Linked DNA regions of Rattus norvegicus: all the other regions are linked to region 1. A link is a contact called in public Hi-C data. All regions are on one chromosome and are shown on one strand. The core of a region is the stretch at or near the end of the contact, and the rest is flanking DNA. Distances in the headings are between cores, read along the strand shown.

Region 1 (4,186 bases), core at 1,390-3,889:
TTATGCTTATTGACTTTATTCAAGGCTGGAGGTGGGGTCAGACTTGTACACTATTTCTCTGCTAACCATAGGGAATGATTCCAAGAACCCCAAGTGATTGCCTGAAACTGTGAACAGTGCTAAATTCTATAGATATTATTTTCTGTGTCCATACATGCATTTGATTATGTTTCATTTATAAATTAGGTACAATAAGAAGAAACAACAACTATAAACTAGAACAGGTTGACTGTCCATTAGCTGGAATTCTTGGGATCCGAAGTGTTTCAGATTTGGGATTTTTGCGTTTCGGATTTTGACAAATTCGCATACATAATGATACCTTGGGGATGGGACCCAACTCTAAACTCACGGTCATTTATGTTTCATAGAAGCTTTATATGCATATCCGTAAGGTAACTTCAAGGAGGAAGGTAATATTCCAGGGCACCTGCATTTGTGCTCTGACCTGTCATAGAAAGTCAGGGATGGAATGTTTCACTTGTGGGTTCTGTTGGCCCTTGCACAGTTGTTTTCAGTTCTGGATTTTCAGAATAAGGTTGCCCAGGTTGCATTCTGTGTACTGTGATACAAGTGATATGGTTTGTGTCCTTGATTTCAAAAACTGTCCTCCCAGTGTCTCATGTGATGAATGGGGATGATACAAAGCCTATGTGACAAGATGAGTGGAGGACAAATGACTTGGGCTTGGTGAAGCAGTCATAGACTGTCCCAGAAGGCTGTTTGCACACAAACCCTGCAATACCATGGGAGTCGATCCAGTGACTAAAAGCACTAAGTCTCAATTTCATTCCACTACTTAGAAAGGTGTGCCTTTTAAAATGTGTTCACTTTTGAAATTTGCTATGGAATGTTTTTTTAAAATTATAGTTGTCTATGGAAAGACAAAATCGTAGAAACCAAAACCTCAGATAAAAATAGACTGATGAATTCTTTTCTTTATTTATTTACTTGTTTGTAAATTGTTTGTTTACCAAGAGAAAACTATTCTTTATCACACTTATGTTTGTTTGGTTTGAGACAGGATGTCTCTATGTAGCCCTAGGTATCCTGGGACTTTCTTTGTAGACCAGGTTGACCTTGAACTCACAGAGACCCACCTACCTCTGGTGGAATTAAAGGCCACACTATGTCTGGTTTATATTTCTGTGAATACAAGTCAATGGCAAACTTCTCTGGAGCTCAACCCAAATCAATTCCTTACATTTCAAAATCATGGTAAACTTTGAAATATACCATCATTCATGTTCCTGGAATTTTTCATGGATTCATGTTTTCCCTTGAAATCTCTCTATGACTATCTTTCTTAGTTTAGCCAACAAATTTACAGATGATGGGAGCTGGAAAGTTTACTATGTCCTCAACAGCCCATTAGCTAAAAGAGAGCTGTAGGCAGGAAGATTCATTAAGTAGGCCACTGGTGTTAAGGTCAGGAAATGCTGTGGGAATTGAGTAAGTAGGGATGGAGAGGTGCTCAGAAGTGTTTAAGACTACTTTCTTGATAGGAAATGGAGGAGTGGTCAGGCAAAAGAGGTATCAAAAATGACCTGCAGGTTTTGAGATACAGTTTTATTAAGCATAATGTTTGCTAGCCTAGTATTTAAGAGTAAATTTAGATCAAGTAAAGTAGTATCAAAGATTCTAGTAAAATTTCAATGAATGGAACTTACTTGACCAGAAAACTTTGGGACAATATTACTGTTTAGAGGCTTCAACTTTTTTGGGTTTTAATTTGTATAAATTTTGCAATCCGCGCATGCTGAAAATAAAGCCTCTTTTTGGTCAAAATTAAGCTTAACTGATGAATCTATTTTGTTTCGTATTAAGAAACCTTGAATCTTAGTTTCTTGAAATCTTGAGTTTCTGAAGCTTAACATGCCTTTTGCTTCTCCTATTTTTTCCCTATCTTCTACCCTAGATAGAGTTGTAGATGGCTCCTATCAATGGACCAGTCATAATTTGGACTCCGCCTTCTTCGCCTAAGTCCCGCCCACATCAAACCACACCCCTCTATTTGCCCCGCCTCCTGAAGATGTCGTCTCTGATATGACAGCAAATTCTCCACAATCCTGTCCAATGGGACATAGAAAGGCGGGACCTATGTCAATCTTTTTTTTGCCCCATTTGTTCAATTATATATCTATCTGTACTCAGTTTCATCCCACTTAGTCTTCAACCCAAGGATTGGTTTCTCTGTTCTTTGTTCCTGGCTCATGATTGGTTTTTTTTTTCATTCCGCCCCTCTCTTCTAGCTTTTGCAGGCGGGATTAGCACGCAGCTTCCTGCTCTTGTCAAAAAAATAAAAGAAGAAAAAGAAAAGAGGAGAGAGGCGAAAGAAGAAAAAAAAAAAGTCACGGAGATCTTTGATTTTTAATTGGCTTACAGTCTTGTCCGTCAGGCCAAGACTTGCCTTTTTATTGGTCTATCTGTCTGCCCATCCCGAACCGAGGGCGGGATTTCCCCAGGAGACCCACACCTGGTTGCCACTGGTCGAACAGTGCGCCTGTCTGAAGCTTCCGGCCAGGGATTGGAGGCGGGCGCGGACAGGTGGGCGTGGATTGGCTAGGGCAGCCGGTCAGTGTGAGGCGGGGGCGGGGCCTCGGCGGCTGGTTGCGCGTGTCCGCCGCTGGCTCCGCTCTATCCGGCTTTGCTAGGGGAGGTGAGTCCGGCCGCGGCGGCACCGGCGGCTGAGAAGGCGGCGGCTGAAGAGAAAGCGGTCACGGCGGCTGTGGAGAAAGCAACCGTGGGCACGGAAGCCGGGTGGGGGGGAGGGGGGGAGACGGAGCAGCCTTGAGCCCTGCAGGGGCCGTCGCGCGGGGGACCCACCCGCTCTCCCCCCCAACCCTCCTCAGCACAAGCAGCCGGCGGCGGCGGGGGCAGGAGTCAGCCTGCTTCCGACCGTCCCCCGCCCGCTTCCCGGGGCTCCTATTCTTTGGCCCCGGGACCCTAACCTCCTCCGGGGCGGTTCCCTGTGTCTGGGCGTCCGAGTGCTGCCCACCGCTCTTTCATTCCCTCCCTGCACCTTCTTCCCTTCACTTTTGCCGGGGTTCTCTCTCTCCTCTTCTGTCCTGCCTGTCGCCTCCTCGCCTCACTCTCTTCCTCCAGCCTCCTTCCCTGGCTCATTCTGCCCAGGAAAGTTTGGTACATCTCCCCAAACCCCCTCAGTCGGGTCAACCAGACTCGGAGTAGGGGGAGATGTAGGAAGGCCTGAGAGTTCGAGGGGAGGGAAGCTAGACGCTGGTTTCCCTGATAATTTCCCCTCATCTTTTTTGATTTAGAGTGGTTGGATTTTTTTTTTTTTAATTGTGTTTTTGAGGAGGTGGGAGGTGTTTAGAAAAGGATGTGGGAATGGAAGGGGTAGATGAGTCAACCCTCTTACAAGATTCCAAGGGTGGCGTCTTACCAGATCTTTTTCGTGTGTGGAGTTCAGGGGGTCGGGAGGTTTGGCCTTTATTCCCACATTCAAAGTTGGAACCTCCCCCCCATTAAGAATGGAGTTTTAGTATCCACTTGTAGCAGGAATCCTGGGGGGAAGGGGCCCTTTTCCCTTTTTCTTTTCCTTTTTTTTTTTCTTCTTATTTTATGTTCTTAACTTTTATTTTGACAACCCACACCCTTCCACACTCTCACCCAAAAATCGAACACCCAAGATCCTCCAACTTGTCTGGATTGACTGATGAAGACATAAAGCCAGTTCCGCTCTATGTTTTTTGAGGTGGAGTGAGTGGTTTTTCTTCATTTTTTAAATGGCCAAATGACAGCTTGACCCAGTTTGCTTTCCAATCAAAGGGCATTTTTTTGAATGTCTCTTTGTGGCACACGAGCCAACGCAAAAATGATGGCGGCTTACAATGGCGGTACATCTGCAGCAGCAGCAGGTCACCACCACCACCATCACCACCACCTTCCACACCTTCCTCCTCCTCACCTTCACCACCACCACCACCCTCAACACCACCTTCATCCGGGGTCGGCTGCTGCTGTACACCCTGTACAGCAGCATACGTCTTCGGCAGCTGCGGCAGCCGCAGCGGCAGCTGCGGCCGCAGCCATGTTAAACCCTGGGCAACAACAGCCATATTTCCCATCACCGGCACCTGGTCAGGCTCCTGGGCCAGCTGCAGCAGCCCCAGCTCAGGTACAGGCTGCTGCAGCTGCTACAGTTAAGGCGCACCATCATCAGCAC
Region 2 (4,162 bases), core at 1,006-3,505, 130 kb after region 1:
GATCTTACAGTTTATATGGTGTACGTTTTCCATAATTATAAATAACCTGCATCTGTAGCCTAAAAGTTCGAGCGAAATATATTTAAAGTAAAAGATTAAAACATGTCAAAAAAATGTTGCACCAGTGTTGGCAAGGATATGGAGAAGTTGGAAGCCCTGGGGATGGCTGATGGGAATGTAAATGGCGTGGCAGTTTGAGAAGCAGTCGGTTCCTCCAGAAACAAAGTAAGCATAGGGCTCAGCTCTGGGTTTACCATTGTAAGAAGTAGGGCTAGAGTGTGCGGCTTAGGAGCGGCGCTTGAGGCCTGGAAGCGTTCTGTGGCCTGCCGGGTCAGCACCATGAGCTCCATTGGCACTGGGTATGACCTGTCAGCCTCTACATTCTCTCCTGATGGAAGAGTTTTCCAAGTTGAATATGCTATGAAGGCTGTGGAAAACAGTAGTACAGCTATTGGGATCAGATGTAAAGACGGTGTTGTGTTTGGGGTAGAAAAACTAGTCCTTTCTAAACTTTATGAAGAAGGCTCCAATAAACGTCTTTTCAATGTTGATCGACATGTTGGAATGGCAGTGGCAGGTTTGTTGGCAGATGCTCGTTCCTTGGCAGACATAGCAAGAGAAGAAGCGTCCAACTTTAGGTCTAACTTTGGCTATAACATTCCTCTAAAACATCTTGCAGACAGAGTGGCCATGTATGTACACGCGTATACACTCTACAGTGCTGTTAGACCTTTTGGCTGCAGTTTCATGTTGGGGTCTTACAGTGTGAATGATGGTGCACAGCTCTATATGATCGATCCATCAGGTGTTTCATATGGTTACTGGGGCTGTGCCACTGGCAAAGCCAGGCAAGCTGCAAAGACAGAAATAGAAAAGCTTCAGATGAAGGAAATGACCTGCTGTGATGTAGTTAAAGAAGTTGCAAAAATAATTTACATAGTACATGATGAAGTTAAGGATAAAGCTTTTGAACTAGAGCTCAGCTGGGTTGGTGAATTAACTAAAGGAAGACATGAAATTGTTCCCAAAGATGTAAGAGAGGAAGCAGAGAAATATGCCAAGGAATCTTTGAAGGAAGAAGATGAATCAGATGACGACAATATGTAACATTTCACCATCCTCTGGTGTCCATTTCTGTGACAGTTGCATATGGCTAGCACCATGGATTATATATACCCACTGACCAATTTTCATTAAATTTTGTCTTATAAACATTAAAAAAAAAAAGAAGAAGAAGTAGGGCTAGAGAGATGGCTCTGGTTAAGACTCAGGACTGCTCTGGAAGAGGACCTGACCACATCACTCAACTCACAACTACCAGTAGCCCAGCTCAAAAGGGATCCAACACCTCTAACCTCCAAGGGTACCCACACACGTGCACATACATCCACCCCCGACACACACACACAACTACACATAACGAGAAGTAATAGATCCTTTTAAAAAAGAAAACCATGGCTCTGACCTACACACCAGTGTTCATAGCATCACCTCCAATGATGGACAGCTGGAAACCCTCATGTCCGTCAAGGAGTAAGCTAGAGTATGTCCATATAAAGAATACTGCTGGGGCTGGGGATTTAGCTCAGTGGTAGAGCGCTTACCTAGGAAGCGCAACGGTCCCCAGCTCCGAAAAAAAAGAACCAAAAAAAAAAAAAAAAAATACTGCTCAGGTTTAAAGTAGAAAGAAATTCTGGTAGGCGATGAGGTGACTGAACCAGACTTGACACTAAGTGAACTCACTATGGTATGAGTTCAAGACCAGGGTGGGCTAGAAGACCTTGCCCCCAAAACACAAAACAAAATCTTTAGTAAAGAAAAGGAGGAATAAAAATGTACAGTCTGTGTAATGAGACTTTGTCTTTTTTAAAAAAAAAATACAATGCCTACTCTAAAAAGAACATTATTTTTCATGAGTTGGGGGGCAGGGAAGGGGAGCGTTGCCTATCATTGTGCTCGAGAAGCGGGTACAGGAGACTGAGCTGATGGCAGTTAGTGTGAGCATAGACATTTTCCCCACCCACCCCCCCACACCCACGGTGTTAAGGATTCCATTCAGGGCTTCCCAGGTGTTAGGCAAGAGCTTAAGCATTGAGCCAGCTCTCTAGCCTAGTCCCAGCCATAAATGCGATGGACGTTTTAGCTTCATGCAGCGCCGGTGCAGCACTTTCCTGCCTGGCGCCTGCAGAGGTTGGAGGAGGACGTTGCGTTCCTCTAAGCTAGAGTTACAAACAGTTGTGAGCTGATACGGTGCTGGAAATGGAAGCCAGGTCCTCTGCAAGAGCAGTTAGTGCTCTTAACCACTGAGCCATCTCTCCAGCCCCACCTTTTCCCCTTCAGTTGTTTGTCTGAGGCAGGATCTCACTGTGTAGACCAGTTTGGCCTGGAACTCAGAGCAATCCACCTGCCTCTGCTGCCCTCCTGAGTGCTGTGAGTAATGGTATAAACTACCACCCCTAGCCCCTGTTATATTTGCTGTCTGTCTCTATTCCTGAGCCTTTTCTTTTTTTTTTTTTTTTTTTTTTTTTTTTTTTTTTTTTTTTTTTTTTTTTTTTTTTTCTTTCATCATCCTAGCTCCCATCTGGTGGGAAGAATGGCGTCCAGGGACTGAACGAGGTCACCAGGGCTGCATGGAAGTACTTAACCTGTTGAGCTCTCTCTCCAGCCTGTAAATTATTCCAAGATTTTAAGAAATTTAACAAATGAAATATCACCTCGGTACCTTATTATCTATTCAGATTCTCTAGTTATCCTCCACATTTCACTGCAAGCTGTTTCCTCAGATTCAGGATCAGGAGTCTTTTGCTTGAACTGGTTTTCTTTTTAATGCTAGTAGAAAAGGCAGAGGGTAGGGCTAGTGAGACGGCCCAGCCATTTAGAGCACTGGCCGCTCTTTTGCAGGTCCTTAATTCAATCCCCAGCACCCACATGACAGCTACAACCATCTGTATCTAGTCCAGTGGGATCCGGTGTGCAGACATGCGTGCAAACAGAGCGCCCATATCCATGCAAAAGTGAATAAATAAATCTTAAAATAAGCAGAAGGAAGGAGTTGAGCAGGCAGAGCCAGCTGTCATGATAAAAGACAGGTTTATGTAATCAGTTTGTTTCCTTGGATGTAGATACCTGTTGAACTTTGGAAAAACTGTCAGCCTTGTGTGTCCTGGCTACAAATAACAGCCTCCTTTGGGGCTGTTCACAGCCTGTTCCCTACATGGGTTACCCCAAGAGGCCTTAGAGACAATTTCCTGGTGGCTATTCAGGTCTGAACTCAGTGTTGTCCCCAGTCTGGGCCCGACAGGGGTGCCTTTGGGAAGCCCCAGGGGACAGTGGCCACCTCATGTACATCCACACCAAACTTCAGACTAAGGAACATGTGGTTGAAACCCTGCACGTAGCCAAGCTCAAGTTCCTTGGCCTAACTAGAAGCTCCAGATCTCAGAGAAGTGGGGCTTCCCCAAGTTTAATGCAGATGAATTTAAAGACATAGTAGCTAAAGGCCATAGAATGAAATATATTCCCAGTTGTCCCCTGGATAAGTGGCAATTCCTCTACTCCTGAAGGCTTCATTGTTTGTGCTCTCAAAAACCCTCTAAGTCATGTTCAGGAATAATTTCCACATCTGTGTGTGTGCGCATGTGGGGGGTGTATGATGATTTTTTGTACGAGTGGTCTGCTCCTGTTCCATCACATCAGGGGGCACAAACAGCTTGTCTTATTTGAGAGGATAAGTTGTATGATTATGTGATCAGCATTGCATGGTTACCAGAACTCTACCAGAACCCCACCTCTTCTTCCCTAATAGTAACTGACAAACTGGAGAAGTTTGTTTTCTTTTTTTTTTTTTTCCCACATGGAAAGGTTTAATGAAAGAAGAGTAGAAGAGGAGAGAAGTAAAAGAGGAGGGAAGGGCGTGGAGGGGAACGGGGAGAGAAGGGACCAAGGGGAAGAGGGCACAAGAGCAGAGAAGAGAAAAGCAAAGAGCAGGAGCAGGAGAGCCAGGAGTTTGTTTACTAAGGCAAAGTCCCATGTGTCCAGGCTGGATTCGAACTTGCTGTGTAATGGAATCTGTCCTTGAACTGGTGATCCTCCTGCCTCCACCTCCCAAGCATTAGGATTACAGACCTGGGTGCCAAACCCACATACAGAAAAAGGTTTGCGA
Region 3 (4,356 bases), core at 1,545-4,044, 130 kb before region 1:
ATCACACACCAAGACAAAGAGAATTGGTCTGGACTATCCTTAGCATAGTTCATCCATGTAACTAACATCTTCCCAAGCATCTGAGTGTACAGGGTCTGGGGACCACTAAGAAGACCAACACCTTATTTATCCAGAATCTTCTACAAAGCTGATGTCATATTTGATCACCTCATCACCCAGAGGCTAATTAGTTCATTATGACAGCTTTTCACATATTACCTCATTAAACAAAATATTATAGAAGGTATTGTTGGCCCCATTTTAGATAAAGAAAGCAAGGCTCAGAGAAGCTTTGATTTGTCAGTGGCCAAATAGCTGTGGACAGTTAGGCAGGGAACTAACCATAAGTCTCTTTGATTCAGAAGCTCACAATCTTACTTGCATCCCTGACATCTGCTAAACGGGTATATCTAAGAATGCTAAGGTTGGGACAGGGGTGTAACCCAGTGTTAAGAGCAACTCCCAAACATGTGTGAATCCCTGAATTAAGTTCCCAGAACTAAAACAAAATACCCCATCCAAAAAGAACTCTCCTGGGCCTATGCAAAAACAGCCTCAGTCACTGATAAGCTTACTTGACCATTATTCACAACTTAGCCACAAATCTTTGTTCCAGACCTTTCAGAAATACAATGGCATTGTAGCACTCTCTCAAACATAGATGGAAAAGAAATCAGACTAATGTCAATTACACACACACACACACACACACACACACAATCTTACAGAGATAGGATGACTTAGACACAGGCCTTACAATCTGAGTTCAAGCACCTGGATCCCACAAGGTGGCAGGAGAGTACCAATTCCCAAAAGTTGTCCTCTGACATCCACACCTGACAACGCACACTCATTACACCCACTCACAAAACTGAATGGGTCTGGTGACAGCTCCCTGAAAAAGCACTCAGGAGGTAGAAACAGGAAGCCTGGGAGTTCAAGGTTCAGTCTAAGCTACATAACAAGGTCAGCCTGGGCTATCCAGGATCCTGTCTCAAAACTGAAACAAAATGGACGTACAAAATTTAAAGAACATGACCTATTGGGGGGTGAGGGAGGCTAAAGGGAACTTCCTGGGTGCCAGGTGACATGGCTGGCACGGTGCTAAGAAAGAACTCAGTGACAGGTAAGCTCAATGCTCTCACCACTCACCTGTGTCCTAACATGGGTCACCTAAAAATAATTGGAAAAAGACTCATACATTTAAAAAAGTAATGGAACTGCAGAAAATAACCCGAAAATTACACCCAATTGAGTGCTGATAAAAGCTAAATTTAAGCCTGCACCAGCCATTTTTTAAATATGCAATTAATCTTCATGATGGAGAAAGTTGAAAATAGGAATGGTTTGCTCCCTGCCCCCGCCCACCCTAGGGCTCCATCTGGCATATTTATGTTCTTCCAACAATCCTGCCTCCCCTCGTCCCTCTCCCACATAGCCAAGGTCAGCCCAGCCTCCCTACATTCCTACTGGCACACCCTTCAGTCCCAGCTTTGCGTCCACCCCTGTGGGAGGTGAGGATGCTGGAAATGAATCCTGGGGCTTGACCGTGCCTGACAACCTTTTTACCACTGGGCTGTTCCTAGCTCCCGATGAGCAGCTAAACTAATCAGTCTCTTCCTGGCCAATTCCCACGTGCCACCCAAGGATATTTCACACTTTATCCTTCTCTTTCTTTGGCCCCTATTATCTTATACCCAGAAGACAGGTATGTAATAGTAAGGACTTCAAATGAGTCCCAGGGGGCATCACTGGGTGCATAGAAAGATAAAATCTGATCCAGGCAGACCTCGGAAAATTATTCTGTAATAAAGAGAATGAAGCGCTTACATATGCTACCACGTGTGAGCCTTTAAGGAGGCATGTAAGACGCAGGAAATAACCAGAGCTACATATGATTAGTTCTATTTCTGTGAAATGTTCAGAACTAACAACATCTATGGAAAGCGGCTAAGTGATTGCCTAGTGCAGAGAAAAGGGAAGACACTGGAGAGGAGTGTTGCCAGCTAATGGAGATGGTTCTCTTTGAAGGTAAATGTCCTAAAATAGACAGTGGCGGTGGATGCACACCTGCGCACGCACATTCTAAAGGTTATTAAACGTGTGCAATTTAGCACTGGCCGGGAATCCCAGTATTTCTGGGAGGTTGAGGCAGGAGGATTAAGAGTTCAAGGTCGGGGCTGGAGAGTTGGCTCAGCGGTTAAGAGCACTGACTGCTCTTCCAAAGGTCCTGAGTTCAATTCCCAGCAACCACATGGTGGCTCACAACCATCTATAATGAGATCTGGGGTCATCTTCTGGCCTGCAGGCACACATGCAGACAGAAAGCTGTATGGATGTACATAATAAATAAATAAATATTTTTTTTAAAAAAAGAGTTCAAGGTCAGATTGGGTTATATATTGCAAAGACCAAAATTATTCCAGTAACAGGATGTTCCTGCACGTCTCCTCTTTGAAAACCATAGAACTGAGGCTGCCCCGGCCGAGTGCAGATGCCAGCAGCACATGGCGGAGACCTAGTTCCCGGCGTCCTCCGACACCGCATCCCGGCCTCCCACGCTCCTCCGCGGCACTGCAACTATGGCTGCGACAGGTGTCGCCGGCTCTCGGGGAAAGCCTGGAGCGCCCGCAGATCGCCCCCAGGGCTTCCACCGATCCCAGCACTGCAGGAAGCCTCGGTAATCCCCAGCCCGCCCCCGCCGCCCCCCTTGTCTCCGCCCAAGGGCCCGCGCAGCGTGGCTCACCCGCCTTCCCGGCGGACGCCAACTCGAGACACCGCGAGCGACACGATTGCGCCTGCGCGGCGGAAGCAAGCGCAGCCCCGCCCCCGCCCGGTACCGGAGCGCCCTCTGTGGGCCACCCGAGGGACTCGGGGTCCTACTGAGTGCGGGCTTCCTAAATCCGACCCCACCCTGTTGGCTAGACCTGTGCACAGCCTGCTTTCCCTTGTCTTCCTTACTACCTTGGATACAAGCTCTAATGGCAAGCTCTTCCTCATATTCCCACGAATGGATAGAATATTAGGGGTGCCCTAAAGCACCCTGTGTAAAGGCGTCTTGAAGGACGTGTCCTTCCTGTTGTCATGTTGATGACAGGAATTATGTTTGGAAGGGAGTCTTCATTTTGAGTCACTTCATCAAATTATAGTCCCACAACACCTGTCAGAAGAATACATACGACAGTAATAGGCATGCTTCCTTTCAGACTCTGCTATAATTATAATCGAGGGAAAGAATACAGAATCTTAACTTGCAGCTACTGCCAGGATCATTCTTTGAAAATGAAATAATGCTGTTTCATTAAACGGGCTCTCCCAACTCGCGCGTGTTTAAAGTCAGAATGCTTCTCTGAATTGATTTAAATACAAGTTTTATATCCTGAAAGAAATAAAGACGAGTCTTTTTTCAGGAGACAAACGCCCTGTTCAATGAAGCTTCCAGCTTCTCTGGGACGCTGTCTGAAAGGCAGCAAGGGTACCGGTGGATAACATTGCTTCTCTTTATCTCTCTTCTCCGGGGTTTTTTAAATCTACCTGTAATGAAAAGCTGGTTTCCTTACACACACTCCTCCTGTAGTTGCTTTAACAAGACAATTTCTTTTATTTTGTTTCTTCATTTTTAAAAAGAAAACATTGTGTCCAGCAGCACTCAGAAATCTATTTTTCTTCCTCTTAGGAAGGAGGGGCTATTTCTTAACAGAACTTTTTCCTTTCCCTGATTCTTCTAGAACCCCACCGTCTGTCCCCACAACCATACACACAAAGCATCCCCCTTCCTCCTCCTTAGCTAACACACTACCCTGTCTTCAAATCTGTGTGGGAGGACTCTTCCTCTGGAATACCCAAGTAATTACCTTCATTTATTTTCAATATGTAGACTTGGACCAAATATATCTGAAAGATCCAATTGCACCCTCATAAATCAGCCTTCTTATTTACCCATGCATAATCACGGCATGTCATTAGTGCAGATCCAATCAATAAATCATTACACTTTTAGAGCCCTTACTAGGAGCAACCTGCTGGGACGCCAATCCACTCTCTCATTCAACATTAAGATCCTTTCATATTTTTAAGAAATTTCAGTCTGTTCTCTCAGCCCCACTCTTTTGTTCCTAGATCTCTGTGTTCCTGCTTCAGAAGCCTCATTCTAATACCTAGATCATAAAATATTCAAGAAGCAAGCTGTTAGCTTTACCTCCAAAAGGCTCCACCTTCCCTTGTCCTTGTGTTACTCCTGTCTTTACAGAGATACAACATTTATCTTTCTCAGAAAACTCTTGGTCAACAACTAGGCAGCACAAAACAAGAACAGAAAAGGAAAAAACCATTTGCCTGAGGGAGAGATGTGCATAA

The links. A called contact is a pair of places that touch in the nucleus more often than the background predicts.
Region 2: a contact with region 1 is called in a Hi-C map of Schwann cells, with 2.7 times the contacts expected there. The contact joins the enhancer-like site here to the promoter of Nlk in region 1. A contact is called at or near these places in 4 of 12 Hi-C or Micro-C datasets (the A7r5 cell line, the Rat2 cell line, Schwann cells and 1 more).
Region 3: a contact with region 1 is called in a Hi-C map of mammary epithelial cells, with 4 times the contacts expected there. The contact joins the promoter of Lyrm9 here to the promoter of Nlk in region 1. A contact is called at or near these places in 2 of 12 Hi-C or Micro-C datasets (frontal cortex and mammary epithelial cells) and 1 of 1 datasets of contacts at active chromatin or transcription factors (oligodendrocytes).

Annotation. Positions count from the first base shown.
Region 1 is chr10:64,087,341-64,091,526 of GRCr8, reverse strand. Nlk (nemo like kinase) reads left to right here and starts at 2,639. Exons shown (of 11, transcript NM_001191924.3): 1 at 2,639-4,186. The coding sequence starts at 3,803.
Region 2 is chr10:63,957,299-63,961,460 of GRCr8, reverse strand. It overlaps the pseudogene LOC120095392. Among named protein-coding and RNA genes, the nearest start is that of Tmem97, 14 kb to the right of the region's middle. Within about 2 kb of position 2,255, at least 4 of the 93 cell types and tissues checked have an H3K27ac peak or open chromatin away from gene starts, as enhancers often do.
Region 3 is chr10:64,222,201-64,226,556 of GRCr8, reverse strand. It overlaps Lyrm9 (LYR motif containing 9), which reads right to left and starts at 2,794. Exons shown (of 4, transcript NM_001173471.1): 1 at 2,747-2,794. It overlaps Lyrm9l1 (LYR motif containing 9 like 1), which reads left to right and starts at 1,083. Exons shown (of 2, transcript XM_039087352.1): 1 at 1,083-2,031; 2 at 2,468-3,767. The coding sequence starts at 2,010. The coding sequence ends at 2,886.